Linked DNA regions of Hordeum vulgare: region 2 is linked to region 1. The links are chromatin contacts, called in public Hi-C maps. All regions are on one chromosome and are shown on one strand. Each heading gives the region's core, a stretch centred on a gene start, on an enhancer-like site or on the middle of the called end of the contact. The rest is flanking DNA. Distances are from core to core; before and after follow the strand shown. Region 1 holds the start of LOC123444129 (origin of replication complex subunit 4). Region 2 holds the start of LOC123444131 (histone chaperone ASF1B).

Region 1 (3,313 bases), core at 594-3,093:
ATATAAATGAGCACCCATAAAATTACACAGAAGCTGAAATAAGGAGAATCACTTCATACTGAGAAGTGTTCATGATCTTAATGCAGTACTGACCGTAACATGTCAATCATGAATTCAGTGTTGTCATCCGAAGAAGCCTAAATAAGAAGACTTTCAGTCTACCTTCAGCCCATTTGGAATTGCAGAACGAAAAAATCATTGAGTAAAGGAAAAAGTAGACGAGTATGCACCATTTTGGAAAATGACAATTGATGCTCCAGACACAGCTGCCTGGCAATTTCCTTAAAACACAAAATAGCAAAAATATCAGCATGGCTCAATGGGAGGGAAGAACACAAAGTCACAAGTACAGAGTCAAGTAAATCAGTAACAGACGCGAGTTGAGAAGGTGCCACATAAAGGTTAGAAGAAAGCGAGCTCTGATATAGTCAGCGGAAGTGCTAACCTTTGTAGCGCAGTTGTCATCGCTATGTAACATGCCATTCAGCCTGATCTGAAAACATTACATAATTATCAACCTGAAGAGCAAGTTTAACGAGCGAGTAGATGCTACCGCTCTTGATAAAAAGAGACAGCAGTGGATTTGAGAACACAACAAAAAAAGTGAGCTGCGAGGGAATTTTTGCATTTCTCTATTTAAAGGCTCTTCAAATCATTTCCTACAGCTTCCTTAGACAAACTTCCTTTTCTCGTAACCCTCACAATGTCACGCAAACTTCACAAGACCAGGTTCACTTTTGTGAGATGCAAGTAAAGCATCGCTTGCGTGTTTCACGTAATGATTAATCAGACACATTTCTAGCAACACATTGTAGGCATACCACGGATATGGCATCAGGATGCTCCTTCCTCAGGTCCTCTAGAACCATGTCGAGCACCTGTATAAACAAATAAAACTTGAGTCTACCAACTGAGAACAGAAAAAATCAGTACATAATGCCAAATGCGCATATGCACATTTCATCAAACAGGGCACCTGTATTTCGGCGAGTCAGGGAAGGGGGAAGAAAAAGGGAACCTCACCGCTCCTTTGCCGCAGCCGCGGGGTCCAAGGAGGAGGACGGAGTTGTTGCAGGCCTCGGAGACCGAGCTGGCCACGAGGTACTTGAGCTTACTGCACAACACAACACGGTACCGAGCGCGCCGGTGAGACTGTGAGAGATGAGTTCGGAGCTATTTCTGGTGATGCATGATGGGGCGGGGATGGGATCGATTCGGTTCACCTGTAGTTGGTGTCGGGCGAGGATCTGAGACAGGAGTGGACGAAGGCCGGGTCGCAGAGCCGGCCACGCAGTACTGCATGTGCGTGACCCGCCACGGGCGCCGGCGCCGCCGCCGCCATGGGAGTTGAACTGTTGGCAGGGGCGGAGCCAAGATTGGAGTAAACCCCGATTCGGACCTGCAATTGGGGGCGCGGAGATCCGGTCCTGGTGTTCGCCGCAGAGCTCCGTGCTGGTCGCGGCCGAGACTCTGCGGGGAGGAAGGAGGATTGAGGACAAAAAGGAGGATTGAGGACAAAAAGGAGGGAGGAGGGAGGGAAACTGTACCTTGCAGTGAACGGTCCGGCGACGATGGCGAGCTGGGGCGGCAGCGAATGCTCCGGCCGTCCGACGACGATGGCGAGCTAGGGTGGCAAAGAACGGGGTGGTGACCAGGGGCACTCGAAACTCAGAAGCCCTAGATGAGGTGCAGATCGTGCCTGCCGGCGGGCATACCGCAGATGCGGTGGCGCCGGACGAGGAGGAGAGGGTCGAGTGGAGGCGGAGGGGGGCTCGAAGGGGGCCACGGAGGCGGCGGCGCTGGTTGAGGAGGGTATCGTGTGAGGAGGGGTGCGGTAATAGAATCGTTTACGAGGGTGTGTTGGTGGTAACGGTATATAACTGGCCTCGAGTCGTTCGGAGCATTAAGAGCATCTCGAACAGATGGTTCAAAATTTAACGGTTTAAAATTAAAGATGTAAAATTTAAACCGTTGAAGATGTAAAATTTAAAGCGTTAAAAATGCGTTTTGAAGTTTTGAAAAAAAGGCCAACTTCAACAGATGGTTCAAATCTTCATGGTCCAAAAGACCAACTTCAATGGATGGTCCAAATTCATGGTCCAAAGCCGGCCAGCAGCCGCGCGTCTATTGTTCAGCCGTTGTCCATCCAGTGCACAACCGCACATATTGCATAAAAACATGTTTTGAAACAACATAAAAAAATTCATGTCCACAATATCAAATTATTACATAGTTTTTCAGATCCACGAGATGAAATGCAACACAAATACAACATAGTTTTGCATAATACAACATAGTTTTGAACAAACAAATAATGAATCTATGCGGATCTTTCGCCATGCCATTTCCAATGCTCTTTCATCAAATCTTTCTGAAGTTGGTCATGCACATCGATGTCTCTAATCTTCTTGTAGACCTTCATGAAACGTCTGATGCGCTGTTCTTTTCGCATGGGGGTTAACAGGAATGTCCATCAAATGATAGAAGTTGTAATCTAAATGTTTTCCACGCTCGTTCTCAATGATCATGTTATGCATGATCACGCAAGCGGTCATGATGTACCAAAGGATCTTTTGATCCCAAAATCTAGATGGTCCTCGCACAATACCAAATTGGGATTGCAAAATTCCAAATGTCCTCTCAAGATCTTTTATAGCCGTCGCTTGTGCATTATCAAAGACAAGTTCTTTTTTACCTTCAGGTTTTGCAACCGGCTTGACGAATGTACTCCACCTCGGGTAGATCCCATCTGCAAGATAGTACCCATAGTTGTAGGTGCGGCCATTTGCTTCGAAGGTCACCGGTGGTGCTTCTCCATTTGCTAAGTTGGCAAAGAGAGGTGACTGGTCGAGCACGTTGATGTCGTTGCAAGAACCGAGCATACCAAAATATGCATGCCAAATCCATGTTTCATGATCAGCAACTGCCTCAAGAATGATAGTGGCATCCTTCCCACGACCCTTGAATTGTCCATGCCATGCTTTTGAAAAGTTCTTCCATTTCCAATGCATGCAATCCACAGACCCGAGCATACCTGGAAACCCTCGAGCTTTGTTCATCTCCAAAAGCCTCTGAGTGTCCTGAGCATTGGGTGCTCTCAAGTACTGTGGACCGAACACTTCTACCATAGCTATTGCGAATTGCTTGACATAGAAGATAGAAGTGCTTTGTGCCATCCCCAAGTTGTCATCAATGTAATCTGCCGGAACACCATATGCCATCATGCGCAAAGTGGTAGTGACCTTCTGCTCAATGCTATGGCCAAGCAACCCGGCATAGTTCCTTCTCTGCTCGAAGGCTGGATTATGCTGCT
Region 2 (3,587 bases), core at 596-3,095, 420 kb after region 1:
CGACTCCTTATGGCCAGATAGAGGCGCCTAACCCTTGCTCCCCTCAATGTATCCCCTCCTCCGACAGGAACTCATCATTTGGTGAGCTCCCCTCCCCATGCCTCCAACCGTGTGCCAAGCACCGGCAAGAAATTTTGTTTTGTGGGAATTTGTTTGCTGATGAATGAATGTATTTAATGTAAGATTGCATTGTTGTAGAGAGAGAGAATGGAACACCACCTTCAGTTTGTCATCTGATCCCACATTCTCTACCCCATGAGTGAAATAAGATAACAGTCCATTGATCAATTCAGGTAGCCTCTTTGTTTTGCTTTGCTTGTCCCGCTCAATTTCTCATCATGATGGAATTAACAATGGACGGGTTGATTTTCCAACAAAATAGGATAGGACTTACTACATTAGTTAGTTAGCTTATTATTTTAATAAATCAAAATGATTATAAAAATTAAAAGCGTGTGATATTTTTTCTTCCGTTGCAACGCACGGGCCTTTTGCTAGTAATATACATTTGCTAGACCAGGAAAGTGGCAACTCACAAATTATCCTTATTTTGTTCACTCTGTAGTATCTATTTCATACAAGAACCTGTGCATTTTTCATGATTTTAACTATACGTGATATGCGTTTATGCATCACTATAGAATCATCTTTTTATCAGGAAGAATCATAAACTTAAAAGAACATAATGAAACACGTAAAGCTCCAGAAAACTGTGCCCATCGCACCGCCTTAATTTTAGAGAAGTCGACTGAAAGAAACCTGTAGATTAGTCAAATACTATCTTAACAGTATGGCCCTACTTAATACACCGTATCCAGCAGCCTAACCTTGATTCTTAAAATGAAGGTCAGAAACATTCACAAAACAGAGTCCATCAAACTTGCATAGTAGAATACCAGCAGCATGGCATCTAAATACAACATACAAGTCGCGTGATGAAGAAGACATTTACTTCGCACATAAAGTGAATGAAAAACACACTTACTTTCTCAGGAGACCAGTTAAATTGTATGTCAGTCATCCCATGTCCATATAATTAATTTTAGCGAAGGATTTCTGAATCTAACACTAGACAATTTCATTGTAAGAGGCCAATATTGTTTCCCAGAGGTCGTTGGTCTAGTACCAGCTGAGACCCTACGCATCATGTTAACAGGCGGCTTATCAGACCAATCTCTGCTACTTCCTGCTAAAACTTGTACTCCCTCCGTCTCAAAATAAGTGTCTCAACTTTGCACTAGCTCTAGTACAAAGTTGTATTAAGCTTGAGACACTTATTTGGGGACGAAGGGAGTATAACTTTGAGAGCTCTGTTTCGGTGTCAAAGCAGGAGATGATATAATATTTCCCTTCATTTACCAACATGCACCAATATCACACCCATCCACAATTCCGAGCAACTTATCCAATCCCATCGAGTAAAGCAACTGCTCCACCACCCCTGTAAAACCCTAGAATGCATACAAGCCGCAGTAACCCCAGGCTCCCACCCCAATCTCAGCAGCCTCGCATATCCAGCAATCGAATCGGAAGAACAACCCTGAATCATCACAGCATCGAAACGAGCGCCCAAGAATACGCGAAACAATAGCAACAGAGAAGTTCGCGGCGGCGGGGGGAGGGGGGAGAGAGGGGGAGAGGACGCGAACGCACCATCCTCGAGGGCAACGAGGCACTCGTACGAGATCTCGAACTGGAAGGGGTTGACGAAAGAGGTAGGGTTGTTCAGCACCGCCACGTTCGTCAGGTTCACCGCGCTCATCGCCGCCGCCGCCGCCGATCGCCGAACCGAGAGGAGGGGGGGAGGGGTTTTGGCTGGATTTGGGAGATGAACACAGCCCACAGGAGAGAGAAGGGTACTTTCGGTACTTCCTTACTTCTTTTTTCCTAGGGGTCCGTACTTCCTTACTGGCTAGTGGCTATCGACGACGTTGTGGGTGGGGTACTGCCAGACTTGGCCAAATGGGCCACAACGGCCACATATTACGGCCCACAGGGCAGACACTCGTGCCGCAGTCCCCTGGCCCAGGCGCGGCACAGCAAAGAAATGGCCGACCCACCAGACCGCCTAATTTGGGGCCGGTTTTAGGTCTATCTAGGCTGGTTTCCTATTGTTTTAGGGGAGCTCTTAATCGCCGCTCACTGCAGCAATCAGTCAGGGCTTTGCACAGGGCGACCTCCAACAGGGCCGGCCCAGTAGGTGCACCATGACTGTATTTTTTTTCTTTTTTGGATCATTTTCCTTTCCGTTTTCATTTTTTTAAATTTTTTTAACAAAACGTACGAATGTTGAATTTTTTAAATTATTTTTTAAAAACATGAACTACTTTTAAAATAGGGAACATTTTTTTGATTATTTTTCCAAATTATGAAACATTTTTCCAAATTCTGGAACATTTTTCGAATTCTGGATTATCTTCCAAATTCCGGAACATTTTTCAAATTTTGAAACATTTTTCCAAATTCCGGAATACTTTTTAAAAATTATGAACATTTTTCAAAATTCTGGAACATTTTTTAAAATTTCAAAACATTTTTCCAAATTCCAAAACATTTTTTCAAATTATGGAACATTTTTTCAAAATCCAGAACAATTTTGAAACAGAAACAGAAAAAAGAAACAAAAACAGAAAAATGAAAAAAAAAGTTCAGGTAGCCTTCTAGCAGTTTCTCAAAACCGAAAAAAAATCAGTTGGAACCTCCCAAAACCGGGCACGGCACTCTCGCTACCTGGGCCCGCCCGCTCCGTGCAAACCTCAACACCGCTTCACACAAAACGGCAAATAGGATTTTCCTTGTTTTAGGTCTGTCTAAGCCTTTTTGAGGTTCACTGCGCTTCCATTGAAGCACTCAAGGGAGCACGGCAAAACGGGCCGGACCAATTCAAGCGTCAAAGCGGTGACAGGAAAAACTCTCTCAACCAATTTTTTAGGTTTCTTCTTTTTACTAATTTTCTGGTTTTCCTTGTTCTATTGGTTTTCCTTTTTTTCTTTTCTTTTCTGCTTTTGTTTCTGTTTCTATTTCTTTGTTTCATTTTATTTATCCTTTTCAGTTTTTAGTTTTATCCTTTGTTTAAAAACACTTGAAATTCCAAAATTTGTTCATGATTTCAAAAAATAATACAGTTTTCAAATTTGGTTCACTTCTAGTTATTCACAAATCAAAAAAGTGTTGATCGTATATCATGAAGTTGTTCAATGTGTATTTAATTTTTTTACCCTATATCACCAAAATGTTCAATGTGTAGCTAAAAATTGTTCAGTGTATATTTCACAAAATGTTCAATGTATATTTAAAATTTGTTTGTCGTATATCACGAAAAAAGTTCAAAGCATTTTATATGGTGTTCAATATATCACAAAACTGTTCAATGTATAGTTAAAAGTTGTTCAATGTATATTACAAAATATTAAATATATATTTGAAATTTGTTCATCATACATAAAAGAACTCGATATATGTTCGCAGTTTGATAATTGTATTCATGTTTTAAATAATTGTTCACGATGAAAAAATACCTTTTCAAAATTATTCAAGAAAACATTAGCTTTTCTGAGAAAAGATTAAAAACGGATCTGCCGGGGTAC

Evidence for each region. Hi-C and Micro-C count contacts between places; a contact is called where the count stands out from the background.
Region 2: a Hi-C map of leaf shows a contact between it and region 1, with 5 times the contacts expected there. The contact joins the promoter of LOC123444131 here to the promoter of LOC123444129 in region 1. A contact is called at or near these places in 3 of 6 Hi-C or Micro-C datasets (leaf and seedling).

The regions. Positions count from the first base shown.
Region 1 is chr3H:436,425,924-436,429,236 of MorexV3_pseudomolecules_assembly, forward strand. LOC123444129 (origin of replication complex subunit 4) reads right to left here and starts at 1,844. Exons shown (of 17, transcript XM_045120748.1): 1 at 1,548-1,844; 2 at 1,224-1,470; 3 at 1,024-1,114; 4 at 822-878; 5 at 446-493; 6 at 231-281; 7 at 94-137. The coding sequence starts at 1,342.
Region 2 is chr3H:436,842,924-436,846,510 of MorexV3_pseudomolecules_assembly, forward strand. It overlaps LOC123444131 (histone chaperone ASF1B), which reads right to left and starts at 1,846. Exons shown (of 3, transcript XM_045120749.1): 1 at 1,654-1,846. The coding sequence starts at 1,762.